3 separate regions of the Sus scrofa genome follow, and regions 1 and 2 are each linked to region 3. Evidence: chromatin contacts called from public HiChIP or PLAC-seq data. All regions are on one chromosome and are shown on one strand. Each heading gives the region's core, a stretch centred on a gene start, on an enhancer-like site or on the middle of the called end of the contact. The rest is flanking DNA. Distances are from core to core; before and after follow the strand shown.

The links. HiChIP or PLAC-seq counts read pairs in DNA pulled down with a chosen protein or histone mark.
Region 1: a contact with region 3 is called in an H3K27ac HiChIP or PLAC-seq map of alveolar macrophages. The contact joins two enhancer-like sites. A contact is called at or near these places in 2 of 2 datasets of contacts at active chromatin or transcription factors (alveolar macrophages and skeletal muscle).
Region 2: a contact with region 3 is called in an H3K27ac HiChIP or PLAC-seq map of alveolar macrophages. The contact joins the promoter of PIK3R1 here to the enhancer-like site in region 3. A contact is called at or near these places in 3 of 5 promoter capture datasets (fetal liver, fetal skeletal muscle and liver), 4 of 47 Hi-C or Micro-C datasets (embryonic fibroblasts, epiblast stem cells and mesenchymal stem cells) and 2 of 2 datasets of contacts at active chromatin or transcription factors (alveolar macrophages and skeletal muscle).

What each region holds. Positions count from the first base shown.
Region 1 is chr16:45,670,180-45,674,025 of Sscrofa11.1, forward strand. No RefSeq gene overlaps it. Among named protein-coding and RNA genes, the nearest start is that of CD180, 84 kb to the left of the region's middle. Within about 2 kb of position 2,597, at least 9 of the 83 cell types and tissues checked have an H3K27ac peak or open chromatin away from gene starts, as enhancers often do. A contact at or near this core is called in alveolar macrophages, where this site is marked.
Region 2 is chr16:46,433,123-46,436,945 of Sscrofa11.1, forward strand. PIK3R1 (phosphatidylinositol 3-kinase regulatory subunit alpha) reads left to right here and starts at 1,635. Exons shown (of 16, transcript XM_021076847.1): 1 at 1,635-1,888.
Region 3 is chr16:46,116,765-46,120,700 of Sscrofa11.1, forward strand. No RefSeq gene overlaps it. Among named protein-coding and RNA genes, the nearest start is that of PIK3R1, 320 kb to the right of the region's middle. Within about 2 kb of position 1,822, at least 6 of the 83 cell types and tissues checked have an H3K27ac peak or open chromatin away from gene starts, as enhancers often do. A contact at or near this core is called in alveolar macrophages, where this site is marked.

The DNA.
Region 1 (3,846 bases), core at 1,347-3,846, 450 kb before region 3:
GATGATCCCAGAGTGTGCTGGACTTCAAGCAGCTCTGGGATAATAAGGATGGGAACATTTCCTACAGCTTCCTGCATTGAAATGACCTTTGGAAGCCAAATCAGACTTTGGGGTTTAACATGTGGTTCATAAGGGGCCCTAAATGTGGCTCTGCTGTGTGTGTCTTAAAAGCCTTTGTGGGAGAGGGCAGATGCAATGAGCACAGATTTGGATGTCACAGCAAAGGCTTAAGATTGTCACCCTTGATGGCCTGGACTGATCTGACCTGGCACCAGGGCCTCCCCTCCTTGGGACAGGCCCAGCAGTGTCCCAAGGACCTGCATTTTTTGTTCCGTGCGGCCTCTCCCATTAAGCAATGACTACGGCACCCCCAGATAATGACCAGTTTTGGAAAGATTAGCATTCCACATACTTGGTTAAAAAAGTTTTTATGCAACCAGTGTTCTACTTTTTCCTAGAATCTTTGCCTCTCTGAGGACTAGTCCTTTCTCTTGCAAAGTGAAGGAAGAAAGGGATCCAAATAATATTGGTCCAGAGTAACTTTTAATTAGCAGCCTTAGCCAAGTGATAAAGATATATTACATACTCTGAAGTTCTATGAGAACCCACCCAAACTTCTGCTTTATTGTCTAAAGGGCCCCTTCACAAATACAGCATTGGGCCTGGATTTCAGGAGGATTTATGAGTCAGGGGCGAGCTGGGAGTTTGGCCCCATGACAACTTGGAAGGTTTGCCCTTGATTTGGAAAGAACAGCAGCCCATGTTCTGAATAGAGAGGGGGAAAGGGGGACAAAGTTCTCAGCTGAACACTAATGAGACTAAGATGAAACTGCTTCACAGAGATGTCCAGCCAGCAGGGCCTGTGGTGGATGATTTGAGTACAGACTGTTACCCCCAGGAGGAGCCTGATGGGGATAAGTGGGATGCTCACTTTAAGAGTATCCAGGTAGCTCTCATTAGAACCTTCCTTTCCCAGAATTAAAAAAAAAAAAATCAATCTGTATGTAAAATAAGCATGCTCTTGTTGAGTGGCAACAGAAGACACTGATTTTCATGTATCTTGGAGCTAAAATATAAATAAAAAGGATGGAAATGTCTTTGATTTACAAAGCAGTAGAAAAAAATCCTGCTTTAGGAATTGAGGTAAATGTAACTAGCTTTGGCTCCGCCTCAACCTTGGCTTTTCAAAACTAGAGAGTGTTCTACCCATTGAGCCCTCTGCTTTCTCATTTCATAATGGGGTAGGAAAGTGGGAGATGGCTAGGTTAGATGTCTCTTGCTCATGATCCAGAGGGCTTCAAGGGTCTTTGAACCATCCAGAATAGTTTGCAGTATGTATATATCTTTATGCTATGGGCATTTTTCTGGGGAAGCTCATTGCTTTGGTCATATTCCCTAAAGCAGTCTTTGGTTTTCCAAATGTTAAGAACTCCTGAACTGGATACCTAAACACCTTAATCTTTGAATATGCTGTTACACATCAGTGATTCTAAGGTTATTCTGGTATATTCTCTTGGGGGGGGAAGCTGTGATTCTCTAAATCTATTACGTTTTCATGGTAATGTGAGGACAGTTGGAGATACATGTTCTGGTCCATACTTGTTTCCTAGTCTCGGCTGGGCTTTTGGGGGAAAAATAATTAAGGAATGAATCTTAAGTCCGTCTAATCTCCCCAGTTCCTGATCTTGCCTGTTCATCCCACCCCCGAGGGTCACAGCCCCATTGTGAAGCCCAAGCAGGTTTTGGCTCAACATCTGTGCTGTGGGGTGCCTTTCACTCTCGCTCCAGCCCTCCACCCAGATATGCCCATTTGCCATCCCATTCCAGTCCCTAAACCACTGACTGTAACTGAAAAGCTAAATGGAGGAGTTCCCGTCGTGGCGCAGTGGTTAACGAATCTGACTAGGAACCATGAGGTTGCGGGTTCGGTCCCTGCCCTTGCTCAGTGGGTTAACAATCCGGCGTTGCCGTGAGCTGTGGTGTAGGTTGCAGACGCGGCTCGGATCCCGCGTTGCTGTGGCTCTGGCGTAGGCCGGATTCAACCCCTAGCCTGGGAACCTCCATATGCTGCAGGAGCGGCCCAAGAAATAGCAACAACAACAACAACAACAACAAAACAACAACAAAAAAGACAAAAGACAAAAAAAAAAAAAAAAAAGAAAAGCTAAATGGAGAGTGATCTTTGGCAGGTGAACCTTTTAATACCCTCAGGATACCCTTTCCCTCTGGTAAAGGAACATCTGCTGCTGAATTATTAAGTCTGCACACGCAGAAGGAGGTAGAGGTGGAGGAATGTGTTCTTTTCGAAGGGGAGAGTTCCTGGGGTAGAATTTCATACTGGGTGAACTTGTTGGCAACACCCACAGAAGTGGCACGTCAGACCATTCTGCCCACGAGCATTTTAGAAAACAAAATGAAATCAAATGACCCTCTGTTCGACATACACAAAATTCACTGTTTCAAAACACTTTCAACATAATTTTTGTTCCTTTAGATTTCTTGTTCCCAGGATTTGGCCCCGCCCAGCAGGGGATTACTGAATATTCTGAGAATTGTGTCTTCTGCCCTGAGTGTGACCTTCACAGTGTGATGCATGATGCAGGGATGGTCACAGACAGAGCACAGGCTTCTTAATAGGAGGAGGGCTGTGGGCGTGGGGAGGTAATTCTGTCTATATTACCAACTGCTCTCCATTAGATATCATTCACAACTTTACTTTGCCTCAAGTGTGGGAAAACTGTTTCCCCGAAGCAGCACCTGACCTTGTCCAATTCTAAGGCACAGGGTGAAGTGAGCTGAAAAAGAAGTTGCTAGGGCTGTTAAGGGTTAGCTTGCATCTGCTCTGGATAAGTTGGGAAAGCATGAGTGAGAATTTTCTGTGTCTTTTTTTTGTTTGTTTGTTTGTTTGTTTTTGGGGGCCACACCTGTGGCATATGGAAGTTCCCAGGCTAAGGGTCAATTCAGAGCTACAGCCACCGGCCTATGCCACAGCTACAGCCACACAGGATTTAAGCCGCATCTGTAACTCACACCACAGCTCATGGCAATGCCGGATCCTTGACCCATTGAGCGAGGCCAGGGATCGAACCTACAACCTCATGGTTACTAGTTGGATTTGTTTCTGCTGCGCCACAATGGGAACTCCCTTCCTGTATTTCTTATAGGCATTCTGATTTTGTATCCAGAGCATAAGAAATTCAGTCTAAGCTGTTTGGAATTCTGAAAACCATGGAGTTTCTCTTCTTTCTTAAAACAGAATTTCTTCTAAAACAGAATTTCTTCTTAATTCAAGACATAATAGATACACATTTTTTAAAAGGAAAATTATTTTCTAAAGACTAGTGGAATCGGTTTTGCATTTGTTATCCTTAGTGTTTTAGGTACATATCAACATGAATGTATGTGACCTCAGCTCACTAGGCAGGAGGCATTTCAGTGATTTTTGAAAGCTAGGGCGGTTCATCATTTCCCTTCCACTGAGTGATCCTCTTTTACCAGCTTTAGTATTTTCCCTAGAGTATTTGAAGGAAGAAAATGTATAGAAACTTTTCTATTCACATCGCATGTCATCAAAGCCCTGTTGTGGCATAGGTTTAACTCTTGAACAGGAGCCCTTTGATAGCTCAAAATGTGATGTTCAGCAGTTATTGCTTTTTGAGAACTCCAAGAACACACAGCATTGCAGTTTTTGAAACAATCATCTCTTTTCTTTGGTTTCTCATCTCACTTGGCTCCTACAGAGACATGAGACAGGCCCTGTTTCTGTTTAAGTAGAACAACTGACATTTATTGCCCAGCTGGAAGGAGAGAGGTGGGTTGACTGATTCCTTTTTTTTCCCCCAGCTA
Region 2 (3,823 bases), core at 385-2,884, 320 kb after region 3:
CTAAAAAAGGAAGCTTGATTAAGGATTTCATGCTATTTTTAGGCTGAGGGGAATAGAACCCTGTAGTAGCAGTACATAAGTGTCTTTCCAGGAACTCATGGTGAACAAAAGGAGACAGCTGGTAAGGTTTCTTCAGACCCAAGCCTAAAGGAAACAGAGCAAATATAACAGCAGTTGTGTTTCAGCTTATTGGAATGGATCAAAGTAATTCTATCACAGGGTGAGACACATTTCATTTACAGACGAGCAATATATGGTACCGTTTCAGACGTAGGTGCGAATGATAAAGTTTGGTAAACTCTATATTTCTTTTGAGATAAAATGGATTTTTAAACAAATAGGTAGGTGTCTGTTTTTGTATCTTCACTTCAAGAAACATGTGGAAATAACAAAAGTGCCAGAGCCTGAATAACCGAAAGTAGAACTAACTTGTCCGTTAGAATGTGAGTCACATTTAAGAATGATTATATTTCCTAAGGACAGACAATAAATTTCAGGATATTCTTTCCTCTACTTCCAACGCCAGAGGAATAAACCACCAAATTCAAAGTTTGACAAAAGTCTAAATACTTGGTTTAAAAAAAAAAAATCTTGCAAGGAAATTGGGAAAAGGACTTTAAGGCAAGTAGGCTGGGCGGCTGCAGGCCTCAAAACCGCAGAAAGAGGAATCTGGGAAAAGCTTTTTAAAAAGCGGACTCTTAACAGGTTTTAATGGGCGAAAGAGGAACACAGGGTGCTGGCATCTCCTCCTACCGTCAGAGGAAGGTTTGAATCAACATCAGATTTTTCTTGTGCAACTTAAGTAATGAGTATTAGCTGAAGAATCCGCATTTGAAAATTAACAAATTTAAGGGGCCATACAATTCACGTGAGCTTCCTCCTACGACTCCACGAGTAACAGGGGGTCCTCGATCTGTCTGAGCGACCTACTTTTGCTCCGACATCTGAGGACTGGGAGGGATCAGCCAGCGTGCGCCCTCCCCATAAAACTCTGCCCTTCTGGCGGGCCCGCCTGACTGCGGGTGGCGGCGGTGCCAGGCTCCTGGAGTTCGGGGCAGGCTGCGGGCGCTCGTCCCTCCGGTTCACCCTTTCACCCCTCCTTCACCCCCGGGAGCCATGCGGGGTGGCGTGGTTTTTCCGCCCACTCCTGAGGCCGCTCTGGCGAGGCCGGGAATTGCAGGTCCTCCCCGCTTTGGTTGAGCCTGGAATCCGAGTCCTGCCCTAACCAGCAGTTCTGCTGGGGCGCAGGGGGCTCAAAAGGGGTTTGTTTCAAGACTCTAGGATTAGAGACGCAGCCTCTAAGTCTGAACTTGCCCTCGACCTCCCCCAGCTCCGCCGCCTCCGGTCCCGGAGACGCCCAGCAGCCGGTTCTGCCGCGGGCGGGCAGTAGCCTGGCCCGCCCGGCGGGCGCACACCCAGAGCGCTCGGCCCTGCCGCCCGGGGCATCCCCGCGGCTGGGGGCGGAAGGCAAGCACCGGCTGCAGGAAGGGTCTGCCGGACCGGAGCCCCGCCCGCTGGCCGCTGGGCTCAGAGGCCGGCACTATGAATGGCAGCGGCCGCGGGCGCGGCGCCAGCAGAGAGGGGCAGAGACGCGGGCGCTGGTTGGCGCGGGCTCGGGGGGGCGGACCCCGTGGGGCGGACCCGGAGGCGGAGCTTGAGTCGGGTGCTGGAACTGCGGGCGCACGGAGAGGAGTCGCGAGCAGCTGGAGCGGAGTTGGAGGAAGCAGCGGCCGCGGCTGGGGCAGCAGGGAGCGGGTCGGAGACAGCGAGCTCGAGTCGAGAACGGCTGGCGGGTCGGAATCGGTTAGGGACGCGTTGGAGACGTGCGCGCCAGAACCGACGCTGCAGCCCGGGCCGGGCAGAGGAAGGAAGCCGGCTGGCGGGGGAGGTAGGCGGCGGCAGCGGGTCCGGGTGTGTGCTCGGGAGGGGGAGGCGGTGCGTGCGCGCGCGGCCACCGCCGCTCTCTTCCTGTCACCAGCAGCCGCTTCTCCTTCTGCAGAGCCGAGCAGGGGAAAGCGGGCCGGCAGCCGTCCTCCCTGCCGCCAGCATCTCCCGCTGGCCGGGTAGCCGGGGGCCCCTCTCGCGGCCAGCGTCTTGGGTGCTCCCGGCCACCTCGTTGGTTGTGCATGCCGCCGGGCGCATTCGTCCCCGGAGATGCAGGCGAACTCGGGCTTCCGCCACCGTGCCTCCGTCACCGCACACTTCTGAGGGTCCCCACTGTCGCCTTGCAGCTTTTCGGGGCCCTTCAGCAGCGGAGAGCGCCCCGACCACTGCCTTTCGTTAGCGGGAAGGAGCGATGCCTGCCCCCGCGCCCTTTGGCTGCACCCAGGTCGCTTTTCCTCGGGCGGGCGGGGCGACGAGGGTCCCCGGAGCTCGCCCCCAGCCCCCGCCCTCCGAAGTTTGCTTCCCTCCTCTTCCGGGGTGGGGGAAGTGCGCCTCGGGGAGGCTGGCCGCCGGGGCCCTAACTCGGAGTGTGGTGCGGGCCGGGCCTGAGCAGGTTGTTGGAGGCAGATTTAGTGGGGTCTTGGAACAGCCCGGAAATCCAGCTTTTTGTAGCGCGGAGCGAGACTGTTGGGACCTGCCCAGCAATATGGAGCCGGCTAGAGAGAGGGAGCATGCAAGCCCGAGCTGAAAGATCGTGGGGAATTGTCTGGAAACCACAGCTCTCACACTCACTTCCCAAGACCAGAAACTGCCCAACACATCACAAGACAAAGAGAACAGGAAAGCTCAGGCCAAGCGCTCCAGTGCAGAAATATACTTTGGTGACCGGAATTCGAGCTTGAAATGTAAGGGTGTGAGCGGAATGGCTGTTACGTGTTGAACGCACAATGTGTGTGAACTGGATTTGGGGAAATTATTTGGCTTTTCTGGGAGCAGTTAATATCAGAAAGGTCTCACTTTTACCGTTAATCCTTGGTGGAGCTGCAGCGCTCTTGGTGTCTTGAGTATGAGTATACTCTTTATTTGGGGGAGTTTATGACTTTAGAAGCAGGGGCGGGGTGAGGGTGGGTTTTTTTTTTTTTTTTTTTTTTTCGGTTCTTTTCCTCTTTGCTAGTCATTGCGAGGTGCGAATGGATAAAGCAGTTCCGGGTTTTGAATGCAGCATAAGATTGTCATTTCAGTTTGGTGAGGCTGGAGTTTTAGTTGTTAGGCGGGACATTCATAAAGTTAGAGACCCAGGCGGGATGTGGAATGGTTTTTGAATATTTCATTAGCTTGTGCTGCCTTTCAGCAACTTTAAAGCTGGTTAGGTATTAGCCTGAAAAGGTCAGAGTAGGTAGACAGGTTTAGTTCTGGAGCAGGCTCATTGTACAGATCATTGAGAATTTGGCGACTTCAGCAAAGAAGGCCACAAACATCTTTTATCATTGAAAAAGGCAAAAAAGCACCCTTCTGACCACAATTTTTTGATAGATGATACTGTTTTTGAAATACACAGTTTTTAAAAGGCAGCGAATTGTAGTTTTCTTAGGGAACAAAACTTAAGTCATTTGGAAGCAAGTGCTTTGGTCATTACTAAGAAAATACCCTGTGTGTGTTGGGGGGAGGGTCCTCAAAAGTTTGGTTTAGAATCAAGGTTTAAACTGGAAAGGCCAGTGAAGGAAGCTCCCTGCCTTGTAGAAGTGTTGGGTTATGTCACTGCTGGCCCCTTCAGCTTTTATATGCCAATTGCAACTAGAGAGTTGTTCTTTTTCCATGGAAGTGTATAGATTTTTGTGATTGGAAGAGAGTTTTATGTATCTGATACCAGCGTTGAATGTGTGATGTGCATTTGCTTTTTAACTTGCATCTTAATTTGGGACCTGTTCTTGTCACTTGC
Region 3 (3,936 bases), core at 572-3,071:
AAAAATACGTATGTATGGGGCCAGACTTCATATTGGAGTGGACTGGAGAGGAAATGGGAGGTGAAAAAAAATGGAGCTAATGAAACTAGAACATTTTCCCCAGTACTTTGGCTATGAAAGGGGATGAGAAACATAGGGAAGAGATGATTGGGAATGAGGAATCCAGTAAGAGAATTGATTTGGTTGGTTGAGTTTATTGGTTTGTTTGCCATATGAGAGACTCTAGTTGTGTATGAAAAATTATTCGGGATTTAGAATTGTGATTTTTTTTACCTTTGTGAAAATTTTACTCTAATAGTTGTCATGCCAGTTGAAAGAGGAAAATTGAGAGAACATATCAAGCACCTTGGAAGGAATATATTCAGAATAAATAAGCTGCAGGAGTTCCAGTCATGGCTCAGTGGAACCAAATCTGACTGTCATCCAAGAGGACACAGGTTTGATCCCCAGCCTCACTCAGTGGGTTAAGGATCTGGCGTTGCTGTGAGCTGTGGTGTAGGTCGCAGACACGCCTCAGATCTGACATTGCTGTGGCTGTGGCGTAGGCCACTGGCTATAGCTCCAGTTCAAACCCTAGCCTGGGAAACTTTATATGCCACAGGTGCAGCCCTGAAAAAAAAAAAATAAGTAAGCTGCAGAGCCTGATAAAGGAGAGAGAAGTATGCACCAATAGGCCTGAGAAAACCTGGGAGATACATAAATGTCTCAAACACAACACCGTATTATTTAGGGGTTTAAGTTTGGAGAATACAGAACTTGCCTATGAAAAAAGGCTGGTCAATACTTATTTTAACTGAATAAAGTAGAAAATATAGAGACTTTCACCCAGAAAGAAAAGCTGAATAAAGTAAGGGGTGGTTAGATGCACTTGTGAGTGGGAATCCAAATGCAATAGATAAATTTATTTTCTTTAAATTTCCAAACCAGTAGCGTATTTCTGGGCAGAGTTCAACACTGACACTGGAGCATCTCACTAATTTTGGAGCCTCACCACCACTTACTAATGGCTGCTCACCCAGCACTAATGTAGGCTGTGTTCCACGCAGCCCAGGAATGAAGTGGCCATTATGGAAATAGAGCAGATGTGGTTAAAGGCAGCAGCACACCATACCCAAAGCTCCCAAAATAAACTCGCTTACATAATATGCAAAAACTCCCAATCACTCCCTCAGCTTCTCTTGGCAGAACAAGCTGATTCTATCAAGAGGAAATATTACATTATCCAAGATAAGGAACTCTACTCACGAGTCACTCCTACAATAACTCTCTTTATGAACTTCCATTGGAAAGATCTTTTTTTGACCCCTTTCACTACACAGAAACAGTAGTTGTGAGAATCAAATTGGTCAGCAGAAACAAAAGATGATGCCACAGAAACTCCCCCACTCACCTGTTTCCCCATCAAGCATTTGCTTCATTTGAAAACAGGTCCTTCTGAAAGTCAGTGTAGCACTGCTTATTTGGACATTATGTTTTATTCAGAGTTGCCCACCCCTTGCTCTCATCTTTATATCGTAAATTCATTTTGAGGGCAGGGATCTGACTGCTCACAAATTTTGCCTATTGGAGTGTTCTTTCAAACAGAAAGCAAAAGTAGTGTTTTTTGGTAACAAGAATAACAACGATGATGAAGAGGGCATGAAAACACTTTGGGAGTGTCTGATGCAGCCCAGGGCAGAAAGTCTGCTGGTGGGTCAGAGCTGGTGACATGACACAGTCATGGAAGAAGCCCCCTATACAACTGCTATGGTTAGAACAGGCTCTTCCTGATTTTAAATGTCTATGCATCAAATGACTGGTTAGCCAAGAAATGTGGTTATAGTGTCTGACTCATTAAAAAAAAAGTGTATTTTCCTCCTTGACTTTTCTGTTTCTCTGTATACAATCCAGATCCCCTTACTGTATTTTATCACTTGTTCTTATTGTTGCAACAAACATAAGAAAGTCAAAGTGTTGCATGTGCTGCTGTATAGTACTAAGGAGAAAACCCCTGGGGAACACATTTGCTGCAGCCCAAACCACATAGCCATCATTAGGCACCAGCAAAGCAATGAGAGGGAGGAAGAAATGGCATTAGTGGGGATGACTGTTCCTTTAAGGGTGTGCAAAACCACAGGCAGGAAATAGGGAGCCCAAACATTTGTGTTTGCTGCAGAGGAAATCACTCATCCTCAGCCCCTCATCTTTGGCCAGGCAGAGCTCCGATCACCTATTCCTGAGTCAAGAAGGGGCAGAGAGCACGGGGAAGGGCAGTACAAAGAGATTGCTCACATGGAGGGGGCATTCCCACATGTGCCAGAGGTCCCCTTGGTAATGATAACAATAGCCATCATTTTTTATATATATAATGATTTTTAATTTTTTTCCATTATAGCTGGTTTACAGTGTTCTGTCAATTTTCTACTGTACACCATGGTGACTGAGTTACACATACATGCATACATTTTTTTTTCACATTATCATACTCCATCATAAGTGACCAGTGCTACACAGCAGGATCTCATTGCTAATCCATTCCAAAGGTAATAGTCTGCATCTATTAACCCCAAGCACCCCATCCATCCCACTCCCTCCCCTCCCCCTGGGCAACCACAAGTCTACTTTCCAAGTCCATGATTTTCTTAAAAATTATAATTGATTTACAATGTTGTGCCAATTTCTGCTATATAGCAAAGTGACTCAGTTGTGCACATAGATATACATTCTTTTTTTCATACTATCTTCGATCATGTTCTATCACAAGAGAATAGATATAGTTCCCTGTGCTATACAATAGGAACAATAACCACCATTTATGAACCTTTGATATGCGCCCGTCTCTGAGCTACGTGCTTTCTGTACACAATCTGATTTAATCCTTACAACCCCCCTTATGAGGTAGGTCTAATTAACCTTCAAAAAATCATTTATTGGTTTATTTTTCTCTACAAAACACATTAGTCATTCATTTAAATATCTGACTTCATTAGAAGCCATGTTAACACTTTTTCTCCCTCTTGCCATAAAAACACACTAAGAAATTTCCTTTGAAAACAAACAGCTATGACCTAGTGTTCTGGTTTCCTCTCCCTCAGCTAATGTGCACCTCAGTGATAGCAATTGGTAAATCACGGAGATAGTAGTCTGAATACAGAGGTTCAAATGATCTTCCACGCAAAGGTGGCAATAAGTGATGGAAATGCCTCCATTCCTCTCCTCACCAGAGCCTGACACATGTACAACCTGCTACAGATTAGGAAACTGAGGCTTAGAGAAGTTAAGTATCTTGCCTCAAACCACACAGCTGGAAATTGTTGGAACCCAAATTCAAATTCCAGGCCTCTCTGACTCCATAACTTCACTCTTAGTCATTATGTTATATTAGTGCCATGGAAAGTTAGCAGCTATAGCGTATCCTCTAATCCACCCTTAGACTGAATACACAGATCCCCTTAATAATACACCCAGTACTGGGTCACCTATGACGGCAACCTCCAGAGTGGGAACAGCACCAGGTCGCCCGGTATTTCTCCAGCTGGACACCTGCACCTAAAAAGCATGTACGTTCTAAAGAGCCACTGGTACCCAGGAGGCAGTCAGCCGTCAACTACAGATGCCTTCTCTTCTGGATGGTTAATTAGACTTGACGGCTTGAAAGAGAAATTATATTTTTAAAGTAAATATTGTATGGGATTAATTGCAACATTGTCACTCATTTTTAAGGTAAAACATGAGACCTTAAAAATTAGCACCAGAAGCTTCAAATCTCATCCCCACCTTCAACTGCTACCACCACCAGCGTTCACATACCCTCTTTTGCCCTTAGAAGGATTTCAAAGCAAAGATTTGAGAAGGACTAAGTTAGTTAACTATGCATATTCTTCAGAACCTGAGTCCAAGGCTTATATCCCACCCCTACTACTAATGTTGTCAGCCTAGTCTTGGACAACTTACTTA